2 separate regions of the Sus scrofa genome follow, and region 1 is linked to region 2. A link is a contact called in public Hi-C data. All regions are on one chromosome and are shown on one strand. The core of a region is the stretch at or near the end of the contact, and the rest is flanking DNA. Distances in the headings are between cores, read along the strand shown.

Region 1 (5,874 bases), core at 2,848-5,347, 84 kb after region 2:
TAATTATGCTTTATAATCTTCAAATGGAGCATATAATTGATTTATGAAATTCCGTTATCATTGCGTTCAGACCATTGTTAGTAACCAAGAATTCTAGTAGTTTCTTACTATTCCCAGTGTATGAAATCAGCTAGGTATTCTATGTGTTTAAAAACAATTCTATCCAGAGAGTTATACTATAATAAAGATTTTAAAGCAATGTATTAAAGTGTGTGAAAACTACTGAAAAGATTAGTGACTTTTATAAAATAGTCCACTTATCGTAGTACTAATTTTTAATTCAGTGCTACAACAATGCAACTTTCCTGTATTACTTTGTAAAATTGTCATTAACACCACTTCAAATCAGTGGCTCACATGCAATTTTTATTTGACATGAAAACTATAAAATTAGTTGATCAACATTCTTTCACTCTGTTATTTTTAGGTCTTTATGATTATCTGAGAAATTGTCTGAGGCATTGAACATAGTGCCCAATATTTAACCAAAAACAAACAAAAATCTTTTCAAACAAACATGGATTTAAAAAAACAGTAAGATTACCTCAATAACTTCCACCACCATCCCTCCAACCACCACTAGCACTACACACACTTTTCTTGGGATATTTTGTATCATATACAGTCCTCCTAAAGGAAGAGCTATTAAAATAAAAAGAACACTATTCCTAAATTCCCAGTTAATTGTGAAGAATTATAACCCTTGAACTTCCTGTATTTCAATATTTATTTTCAACACATTCATTGCTCAGACGACCTTGGACTTCAATAAATTCTGTATATTTGATAAATGAATGCAAATGTTCATCCTTAGGTTTCAAATTGTTGACATCTTTTAACTATATCTATTTCTCAAAAAACTGTTAAGAAACATCAAACATTAAAAAGGGAAATTTTTAAATTTCATTTCATTATCTAAGTGTTGGATCATGCTTGTTATCTAGTAGACATAATCAGAAGAGTAGTTAATAAAGCAATGGATTGGGAAGGAATTGCTAGAAAATGTAAACTATTACTTTTTAATAGTTTAGTACAAAAACAAGGTATTAGCAAATTGGAAACCTTCTTTATGTTTTTAATTGAATGTTCTTAAAATGCCAATAGAATTATAATAGAAGTTCTTTTCTTTGCTGCTTCCTGTGATTATACATACCTAATTTTAGGCATTTACATTTGGATCTTATTAGAATGAAATACTTGAATGTAGTCCATGTGCTAATATAGAACAATATCTGGCACTAAAAAAACGTACTTCAAAATAAAAATTGCAGACTTTTGAAATTTGAGGTATTCATAAAACAAATAAGGAACATTTAAAATACGCTTAGTAAAACATATTTCAGTGGGTTGAAGCAATTATGACTTATGATGTAATAAAGCAGTCAATTCTAAACATAAAGTGTCTTAAAAGTATTCAATAAATTACCAATATTAAGATTTGAAAGACAAAGAGATCCATATAGGTCATGTTAAAAAGAATAATGTAGTTTTGTAGAAACTATATTTTAAGTTGACTATCATATATCAGACATTTCTGATTTAGTTTTTTGTATTCCTGAGGAGTATCTTGCCAAAAACTTGCTGCGAAGGTAATTTATAGTAACTATCTCTTAAGATGGCTTTTGAATGAAACACAAGAGTTCTACTTAAAACCTTTTAAGATAATGATTTTGTGCCTTCTTTTACAGGCTAAATGTATCAAATAGAGATGCTTTTCTTTTTGAATTGCGTATTATCCTGCACTATTTAACAAAGAAATGCTGGAAATGGGGTATATTAGGGTGGTGAGCTTTGTTCTAGATTAGAAAATTAACCAGGACAGGGACTTATGAAAAGAAACCCAAGTTTTTCTTTAGAGTTTAATAAATGCTTTGCAATGTTAAAAAAAAAAAAAAAAAAAAAAGTAGGCCTTAATGCCTAATCAGTTGTATTCAGGGGCTAGATTTAAGAGTGAAGACAGTACCTACCAACTACAACTTCCAACTTTTATTTCTGAAGGAAGTGATCCTTGAGAGAGGAAAAAGTTACTACTTTTAAGTTTTATTTGCCCTTGTATTTGGCTGCCATAAAATGTCCTTTTCTAAGTGACTTGAGTATCTACTTTAAAAGAGAAAAATTATGATTAAGTTAAAAGAAACCTGGTGAGTTCTACATAAGTTTTGCCGTAAAAGAGAGAAGCACAAAAGACTGCTGAACATAGCCAAGAAACATAATATGAGATTTATGAACACTGCTCAATTTAAAATTTCATACATTGTCAAATGACGTCTATTCCAGAAGGTGAATATTTGAATTTAAAAAACCTGCTACAATCCTTTTTATCTGTTTCAGAAACTGAAGATGCAGTGTTATTTGTCAACTAGGCCTTATAGCTTGTCACTATTTTTTACTTCTTAATTTTGTGTAATATTGTAAAACCATCACAGATAGCTCTCTGAATTTGAAATTTTGATTTTAGCACTGATCTCCTTGTCTTTCAAAATCTCTCTCTCTCTCTCACACACACACACACACACACACACACACACACACACGGAGAAGATCCACTTAACTAAAGATGTGAAGACTAAAGTTTGAGCTTAGCCAGGGAGCTTTCTCTTAGGGAAAACAGTTTAATCCGAAAGTAATTTGAAACCTGTGTTTTAATGCAACTTTTCCTATAGAAGAATACAAGAAATCTGGGTTTTCTGCCATTTGGGCAAGATGTGTTTTCCTTGTGGAAATCTGTAGTCTGAAAAACTATTTATATAAAGGATCAACAGTTGGAAATAACCTAAATGTTACTTCAAAATTTAAAGGCAAATTAATACAGCAGCAGTGATAAAATAGCCGGGTTATAAGGTGCACGGCAGAGCCGCAGGTGGGCCTGCGCGTGCGTGGCTGGCGCAGTGAGTGGATCGGAAGGTTGTGCCGCCTGCGTCAGAGGAGCGTCTAAGGCACCAAGTTTAGGTGGCGCGTCTGCTTTTTTTGCGAGGTCTGAGAGATTCGAGCACTCCGGGGGCCGGTAGCACGCACAGTGCTCTGTGGTTAGAGGTGACCATGATAGGAGGACGCAGTGACCCAGGGCGCATAGAAGTGAGGACTCTTCTTGGTGCAAAACCAGGGAAGCGCTGACTGAGACGCCCCGGGACCTTGTGCGGTTTGGTTATCATTGCGGTGATCCCGGGTCGCCACATCCAAGGGCTCCGCTCTACCGGCCTGTAGACTCTGTCACTTCCAGCCTCAAGTCACCACACCCCTACAGGGGGAGGAAGGAGGGCCGGGGAAGCAGGAGTCGGCGGTCCTGGCCCATGTTGCCCGGCGGCGAGGAACCCGACGGCGGGTCGGCGGGTCTGGCCGCGGTGCCTCTTTGGCGGCGGCCGCCCCGCACAAGTCCGTGCCGGGAGCTGGGCAGAGACCGGCCGCCGCCCCAGACGCATGGCCTCCCTGCCTGGTGTGCCCCCACTCCTCCTCCCCAGAGGTTCGGGGGCCGCGGATGCCATGAACCTAGCGGTGGGGATGCGGGCGCCGGCAACCCCGGACTCCTCTAGCGCCGGAGATAACATCACTTGGAGCGGAGGACAAAGTCAAGTGCAAGTGAAGAAAAAAGGGGAGGGGTACGAAATAAATGTACCCAGGGCGCAGTTGGACACTGTTACAATGGACCCACTATAAGTAGACGGAAACTAACAGTTGGGGGGTCGGGGGTGAGAAAGCCTGACTTTGTTTCCTGAACTGCCTCCAGTTGCCCCAGAACTTAACCCCAAAGACGCTTCGAGACACCGCCCGCACCGAAAAATCCCTGGGACTTGCACCCCGCAGACCGGCGTCCGGTGCCGCCTCCCGGCCGGGCGCCCCGAGGCTGGCATTGTCCCGTCCTTCCCTCCGGGCCCTACTGGGGCTCCCAGCCGAGCCCGACCTTGGCCGTTCTTCCGGCAGCTGGGAGAGGCCTGGCGGCCTGGGCCCGGCGCCGCGTTGGGCAGCCGGGCTCTGTGTTGGCTGGGGACGCAGCCCCGGCGCGAGCGCGCGAACGAGGCCGCGCCGTCCCCGCTGCCCGGCGCAGGTGGAGGTGCTAGACAGGCCGCCCGCCCCGGGGCGGAATGCGGGCTGGGCCCCCAGCCACCCTCGGAAGGTCTATTTTCAGGCGCCCCTCCCCACACCCCCATCCCTGGCGTGCGTCCTCCCTTCCTCTCCGCCCGTGCCGTTGGTCTTTTTCGGTTTCTTTCCTCGACGCTTCCCGATTCCCCCAGCCCTTCGCCGCACGCGCCCACCACCCGCCCCGCAGGCGGAACTGGAGGGCTCTGCGGGGCCAGGGGGTCGCCGCCGGTCCGGGCGCCGCATCTCCTCCCGGCCGGGGACCGAGGGGGAGGCCGCAGAGCCGCCGGGAGCGGCGGGGGCGGGAGGTGCGCGGAACGTCCAGGCCGGGGAGGGGGCCGCGCCAGCGCCGGGGCTCTGCGTCCCTCCCCATCTGTCGGACCAAAGCTGCTGAAACTGCAGAAATGCGCTGGCGCCCATCCACCGGCTGCAAACAAAACCAAACAAAACGCGGCGAAAGGAAAAGCGAAATGGCGCTGCTGAAAATGGAGCCTCAGCCTTTGAACGTCTTTCTTTCCTCCTCTTAGTTCGTCTAGTTGATGTTTCCAGTCCTTCCACGCCCCCCCTCCTCGGCTTTCCTCCACGTAATCTCTACCCCATCACCCCTTTGCTTTTCTATTGACAACCTCCTTCCCCCGCTTTCCAGTCTTTTCTTTCCCCTCTCGGTTCCTCCTTCTCCATTTTGTGTCACAGGCGCTTCTCTTCTCAGTTCCCTTTCTGGGCTCGCACTCCCCCGCCCGTCTCACTGGCTGTTTTCGGCGTGTCGAGAGCGAAGGTGGTAGGGACGGCGGGGCTAGGTAACGAGTTGGTTTGGTAGAGACAGGTTTTATTTAGAACCCAAACATCTCCTCTAATTAGTCGTGCCCTCGCCCCGCGCCTTCGCCCCCCGCGGCTCTGCGCCCAGACTCGCGCGGCGGCGCCGTCTCAGCAGCCGGGCGTCATCGCCCCGGAGGAGGCTCGGGGCTTACGCAGAAGTAAATACCTTTTAAAAAAGATCTTTTAAGCTGAGAATATCGCTTTTGCAGCGTCCGTGGGGGGGTGGCATAATTTGGATAGGTGGGTTTCATTTTCCCGAGGGACTTCTGAGGACCATTTTAAGAGAAGCGTGCAGAGAAAACAGCAATGTTAAGTGTTTTTTCTTTTTTTGTTTCTTGTTTTTCTAGAGGGAACCCCAAGCACTGTGATAACTTATGTTTTTAAGGCCAAGCTTTTTTGAAAATTACCTTTTCTTTACACGCATAGTTGACTTTGATCCTAAAAAAAAAAAAAAAGAAAAAAAAAAAAAAGGATGAACTCTTTCAAGAGACCGATGCTTTCGAATACATAACGCCCCCCAAATTGTGGGTTCTCGGATAGTTTCTGTAGACGCAGTATGATTTTGAAGTTCAAGGTCTCTAAGCGCTGCTCAGTGAGACAAGGAGAAATAGGTTGTTGCTACATTAAAGATAAAGCAGAGGGTGCTTTTCCTGATAGTGCCCAATCTTGGTAATAGAGTTTGGGTTTTGCTTTTTCCGGGGGGAGGGGGGGAGGGGGGAGAGGGGCTGGGCACAATCTGCCTGGGTTCTATTCAGGAACCAGCTGATAGAAGCTATTTCAAGTGAAGGGCTTCAGTCAATACAGATCTGAAAACACTGACATCATTTTCTGATCTAAGTGCTTCTTTTAGTTATGGTAAAAAGGTTGTCCTTTGTACCATATTTGAAAATAAAATGATTTTGCTTCCCTATATAGTGATTACTAACTACATTTCATTTTATTCACATTCCCCAGTGCATTCTTATACCTTCTGGCTAGCTTTAC
Region 2 (6,122 bases), core at 1,917-4,416:
AAAAACAACTTAGGTTACAGATACATTGCACACAGCTCTTTCTAGTAACAATTTTGATTAGAACTCACTTATTTTTGTCCAAATACACTGAAGAAGATAATTTGCAACACTTTGTTTTTGCTTTAAATTATGTTGGACATATTTAATAAAGTAAAAACTGTCATTAGCACATCAAAAACACAATGAAAAAGATCAGAGATTTTAAATTGAAATAAAATTCCGTTGATAATTTTCATCTTTAAGATTCCTTCCACACTGAATTTAAAAATTCCTAACAAGTGAACTACTGATTTATCATGATGTCTATATGGAATTTTTTTTACATTATTTTGGACCCATGATACATATTTATTTAAATAGTTTATTAGGGGAGAAAAGTATGAAAATAAAACAAAACCCTTCAAGGTATATGGACAGTTATGTCAAAGTCAGGAATAAAATGTATTGGTATCTTATACTACCAAAATGAAGTCATTTAAAAAAAAAGCTTGATTAAAATATATAATATATGTACACACATTAGGCTCATTCAAAAGCATTTTTAAATCCATGGTGATTTAAAAAAAATAATAAACCATATGAGTGGTTAAATTGACTATTAACAGAAGGTTTCATAACAAAGCTTACAGGTTTTTTTTTAATTAAAAGAATAATATATTGAAATATTCTCTCTATTTAAAGTTATGAAAAGGGTGCTCAAGTTGAACTTAAATAACATCAAATATGTCAAAATAAGTTCCTCGGGGAAAAGGAAAATATTACAATTTGATCAAGATATGAGTCAAGTGCAGACAATTTCAAAACATTAAGTTATATACCTTTTCTTTCCCATTCCTTCATAATCCAGACAAACTGGAAATAGGTGGCTATTTAAGAATGTCATATCTAAATCACTTATACTTTGATGATGACTTAGCCTGTTTGGATTGATTAAATTCTATAATATATTCTACATTGTACACCTATGGGAAGAGATAATTTGTCACTATTACACTAAAACATGATATTCTGTATTTTAAGTTTTATCTGTATGTTTTATTTTAGTATCAAATTTCTAAAAGAACACCAATTTCCCTTTTTTTTAAAAAAACATGTTTTATTTTAACTGTATATATACCGTCCAGAAAATTAAATATTTATAAATAGCAAGAGTCCATTCACAAAGACCATTGAGCAGGACAGAAAGGGGAAAAAAATCTAAAAAATAAGTGCATTCAAAAAATGTAATACTTACTAATAAAGTTTAAATAGTGTATGTAAAACACTGTGTGTCAGCACTCTTCTGGGAACTTTGAGCATACAGGCATGCACACAAGCGCACACACACAACACACACACATGCAGAAGAAAACTAATCCATGTGAAACAACTGTAGAACAAAAGATAATCAACTTTGAAAATTTCAAAATGGAGAACAGATTAGTGGCTGCCCAGGGTTAGGGACAAGAAAGAAGTAGGTGTGCTTATAAAAAGATATCACAAGGGATCTTTGTGGTGATAAAAGTATCTTGACTACAGTGGTGATGGGTATGCAACAATACAAAATTGTATAGAAATAAACACACACACACTTAAAGTACAAGTAAAAGTGGGGAAAACAAAAAACTGATGGATTTTTATCAATGTCAATATTCTGGTTGTGATATCATACTACAGTTTTGAGGTACATGAGATCTCTTTCTTATTTCTTACCACTGCATGTGAATCTACAATTATCTCAAAATTAAGTTTCTGAAATGATTATAAAATACTTTGTTTTAAATATACCCCCCAAATAAAAATATGCAGTGAATACACACCAGAATCCCTCCCAGTGACAAAAGAAATTACCATCTAGGCACAGTAATAATTCCCCTTAAAGAAACCCAGAAAAAACATTATGTCTAAACATTCCTGCCCTGAAAATATGTTCTTAATTTTCTTCTAATTTCACATTCATTTACATGAGTTTTAAAGATCACGTCCTATAAATTGAAGATTTGTCATGACACAGCGATAAAATACTACCTTCAGATGGTGGTGGAATCTGGAGAGACAGACAAGAGGTGGGGGGGTTCCACCATCATCTTCTCTGTTTATGTTAAAAGATAACAAACAAAACACAAAAACACATACACATACACTCTTCCTCTCCCTATAGAGTCTACATGACTATGAACTGAGAGGAGGAATAACAGCACCATAAGGATTTCTCAAAGCTAGGTCTCAGCCTACTTTGAACATCTTGGAAAATATACTCAAGCATATCTTTGCTCTTTCACTAATGCAAGGCGAGAAATAACGTGTCAACCACCCTGAAATTCCTTTAGGGTGACAAAGTCAAGTCAAAGGTGATTAAAGGCAGGGCATTAGGATAAAACGGATCTGATTAGGATAGATTCGCATTCACGCAAAATAACTTCCAGGCAATTCTTAAGGTCTTGACTTTCTGATATTTGCCTGGTTGCGATAAAGAAGGAAATAGGGGCGTCGGCCCCCCTCTCACACCAATCTGGAAACTACATCCGCAAAGATCCGCTAAAGAGACCAAACACTTCTACAGCCTCTGAGGTGGACTGGAGGAATTTAGGGACGCCGATTCTCCCATCCCCATCCTTCCGCTCCGCAACATCTCAGCCGGCAGGGGAGCCGGGCGACGGGAACCAGGGTCTAGGCTAGGCCAGGGGGCACTGGGAGACGAGGAGCCAGGGATACAGGGTGAGGGAGCCCGGGGTGACTAGGGGCTGGATGTGCGGGGCGAAGCCGAGGGACCCAGGGATGCGGGGCGACCGGCGAGGCCAGGGGCGCGGAGCAACGCGGGTTCGGGGTGAGGGCTCACCGGCATTCTGCAGCGTCTCGATGTTCTGGGGTCTGGTCGCCAGCTCTGCCACCATCTGCACGAACTGGGTCCGCGCTTTCTGATACTGCTCAAACACTGCGGGGAGAGACACGCTGGAGCGCGCCGCCGCCCGCTGTCCCCCGGGGACCCGCCGCCACCCGTCGGGGCGCCCGGGCCTACCTTGCAGCACTTGCCTCTGACTCATGGCGCCCGCGGTTCGGCGCCGGCCACCGGCTCGGCGGTGACGCGGGTCGTCTGCTCCCGGCCTGTGACTTCGCGGAGGGGGCGACCGCGGCGACCACTCGGCCTCCGACGGGAGCCGGTTCTCTCTGTGTACCCGCGTCTCCGGGCAACCGACCGGAACCGGAACGCGGCCGTTTCGCGGCAACGGCAGGTCCGGGCGTGACGTCACGGCGCGGTGCCCTCGAGCCCCGAGCCGTCGGCAGCCAGGATGGGACTCTGCGTGCCGGGCTCCCATACGTGCGGCACTCGCCCGGCCAGAGCGGGAGCCGCGCGCCGTCGAGGGTCACCACCCTGAAGGTACAGGCATCCGCCTGGAGGTCGGGAGCTTCAAAACCCAACCCAGACCCGCGTAGTTTCCTGACTGCGGCAGGTCCGGGGGGAGCCCCGCGCGCCCAGAAAACCCGGTTCAAGTGCGCGAGACAGCAAAGTGCGGCGATGGAGTCACCTAGGCTTTGATAGTGGAGAAAAATCCCACATGTGACATTGTGTAATCTGAGAAATACATTACTGTCAGTGCAAATTGAAAACCAAATATTTCCCCCTTTAGTCCAGCTTTTATATACCTGGCATTTCAGGCTTCAGGATTCCTGGAGGGTCAAGACAAGTACGTTCATACTATATGAATTAGTTCATAATTATGCTCTATGGATAGCATTTAATCGGAACTCACAGAGAATCAGTGAGAAAAGTAGATAAGTAAACAGTATGATAAGTCTCCTATCTTCCATTACTTTCTCCAATTACTATTAACTTTGCTGTTTCCTCACTTTTAGATGATTTTTAAACATTTAGTCTTTGTCTTTTAAATTTAGGCTTCGTTTTTTTTTCCCCCCGTGAAGGACATTTCCAAAAGAAAGGGAGAGGGAATCTTTACCTGCAAAGTCTTGATTCACATTATCTTAGCCAGACTTCCCTAGCTTACATGACTTTAACTCCAGACTACTTGACTTTTGTTCAAAGAAGCTGGGTCTATCATTGGTTTCCAGCTTGTCTGAAAACTGTATACCCCATGTTTCAATGACAGGTGTCAACCTTAAACGTTTCTCCATCAGAAATTGTTTCATCAGGTGTCAAATTGGCAGCTAGTCACAGCTGCTGCTGAGTAGTGCCAAGACAGTGAAGCTCTTGATATCTCTTCTTTAATAGAAAGGATCATACATACTTAGCTGGTTCTCATATTTGGGGTGAGTCCTATATAATAATCTTTGAAATCTCATTCTCATGTGAGCTCTCTGGACATTGTAATTTGTGAAGCCCCAAATAGTTGTGGAATGGACCAACAACCAGAGAGAGGAATAAGTATGCTCAGCTGGGTCCCTGCTACCCCCAGAACAGGTGCATGTGTTTGCTCTGCAACTTAGAAACCAATGATAGCCACAATCTTTTACCTAACTCTGAAGCATAGTTTCACAGTGATAACCACATTTCCCTAAGGAAGCATGTCCTTTAAAATTAAAGCTTTTGTGTGTCCCAATTTAGGGATGTGGGGGGAATAGATTGGACAAATAATTAAAACTGCAAATAAACCTTCATTGTAATTTTGTTTTCAGTTCCTTGTTGCATTTTGAAAAAAGAAATCCCCTTAAAACTAAAAGGTTCCATATTTGGTTTTAGTCCTTAAACAATTCAAACTCCTAAGCTACTACAGCTGCCATTTTTAGTAATTGTTTTTAGTATGTATTTTCTACTTTCAAAGTGTGGAGACAAGAGCTCAATAGTGAAAAAGTCTAAACCTATAAACAGTCTATTTATGGAACACTACAAAGTTTGAAAAGTTCAAATGGCGTGTAAATTATTTTAAACTATAGATTCTGAGTATTTGTCATTAACAGTGTCTGTGGGGTAAACTGTTGTTCTAGGTAAAACAATATAGAATTACTACTTTATATCTAAAATGGACATACTGAAGAAACTAGACCTTTGCTCTTGATTTTAGTTTTCTTTTTTAAAGTCTTTAAAATTAAATGGAGAAATGTAACATGGAATTATCACAAAACATAAAGGAATTGTTAGTAATTTAAATATATAAAATATGGCAAAAGTGAAAGATTATTTTTACTGACAAGAAAGCCAATCTATGTTTTCTGATCCACTTTTCAACTTATAAATTTAAAATACTGTTCTATGTTACAAAGCTAATTGGATGCCTCCAGATGACATACACACTTCTAACAGTTAAGCAGGTAAGCAGTGAGAAAGAAAACTGTTCAAAAGGATACATTAATTTAAAAAAGAGAAAAGGTGCTCTTAAGATTACTCCTCTTACCAGCTGACTTTAAATAGATATACAATGTACTTGACACATTAAACTATATATCTAATAGATAATGAAACATATTACCTGAATAACTTGCTAAAATGTTTCCATGAAAGATTTGTGTGGAAGGCTTTGCCTCTTTTTGTATAAAGCTAACCACAGGTAACTTCAAAATAATTTTTGCATTTAATTCCTCTTTCTATGAAAAAGAGACTCAAAAAGACAACACCCTAAAGCCAATTTAAAAATCCTGTTCTGTATCTTTTAAAAATCTGCTCTGAGAATCTAGAAAACACTATTATCATGGGAATATATTCTACACATGCCTAAAGGAAGTTTTACTAATTTTAACAGGCATGTATTTTTTCTTCAGCTTCTGGATGAATTTTAAAAGTTAAAGCTTTATATTTGCTAATTAGATATTAATAGCCACATTTTAAAAAACTGCTCTTGAGATGAATCAAGTATAGATATAGATTCCTCTCTCAAGCCCAAACCATTAAATATCAATGTATGACAGACACTTTGCTAATAAAAGAATGTGCCTATCTTCTAGGACATGAAAACCCAGTGGGAGAAAGACATCTAAACAAAGTTTAATTCATTCAACAAGCACATACTGCAGTCTGCCCTGTTTTAGGGGTTATAATTGCACTCAGCATTGTGAGTACTTTGGGAACAAAGAGGAATTTAGGATAACCTAGGGGAAGAGGTGAGAATATCTAAAGTATTACTTAACTAATAAAAGGTGCCTTGTTTTTAAGAAAAAAAAACCAAACAAACAAACCTGAGTTTTATCCAGAT

The links. A called contact is a pair of places that touch in the nucleus more often than the background predicts.
Region 1: a contact with region 2 is called in a Hi-C map of epiblast stem cells, with 1.6 times the contacts expected there. The contact joins the enhancer-like site here to the promoter of SPAG6 in region 2. A contact is called at or near these places in 2 of 5 promoter capture datasets (fetal liver and liver), 2 of 47 Hi-C or Micro-C datasets (epiblast stem cells and fetal liver) and 1 of 2 datasets of contacts at active chromatin or transcription factors (alveolar macrophages).

Annotation. Positions count from the first base shown.
Region 1 is chr10:52,651,509-52,657,382 of Sscrofa11.1, forward strand. No RefSeq gene overlaps it. Among named protein-coding and RNA genes, the nearest start is that of TRNAN-GUU, 22 kb to the right of the region's middle. Within about 2 kb of position 4,098, at least 65 of the 83 cell types and tissues checked have an H3K27ac peak or open chromatin away from gene starts, as enhancers often do. A contact at or near this core is called in alveolar macrophages, epiblast stem cells, fetal liver and 1 more, where this site is marked.
Region 2 is chr10:52,568,811-52,574,932 of Sscrofa11.1, forward strand. SPAG6 (sperm associated antigen 6) reads right to left here and starts at 3,167. Exons shown (of 11, transcript NM_001159312.1): 1 at 2,999-3,167; 2 at 2,819-2,914. The coding sequence starts at 3,023.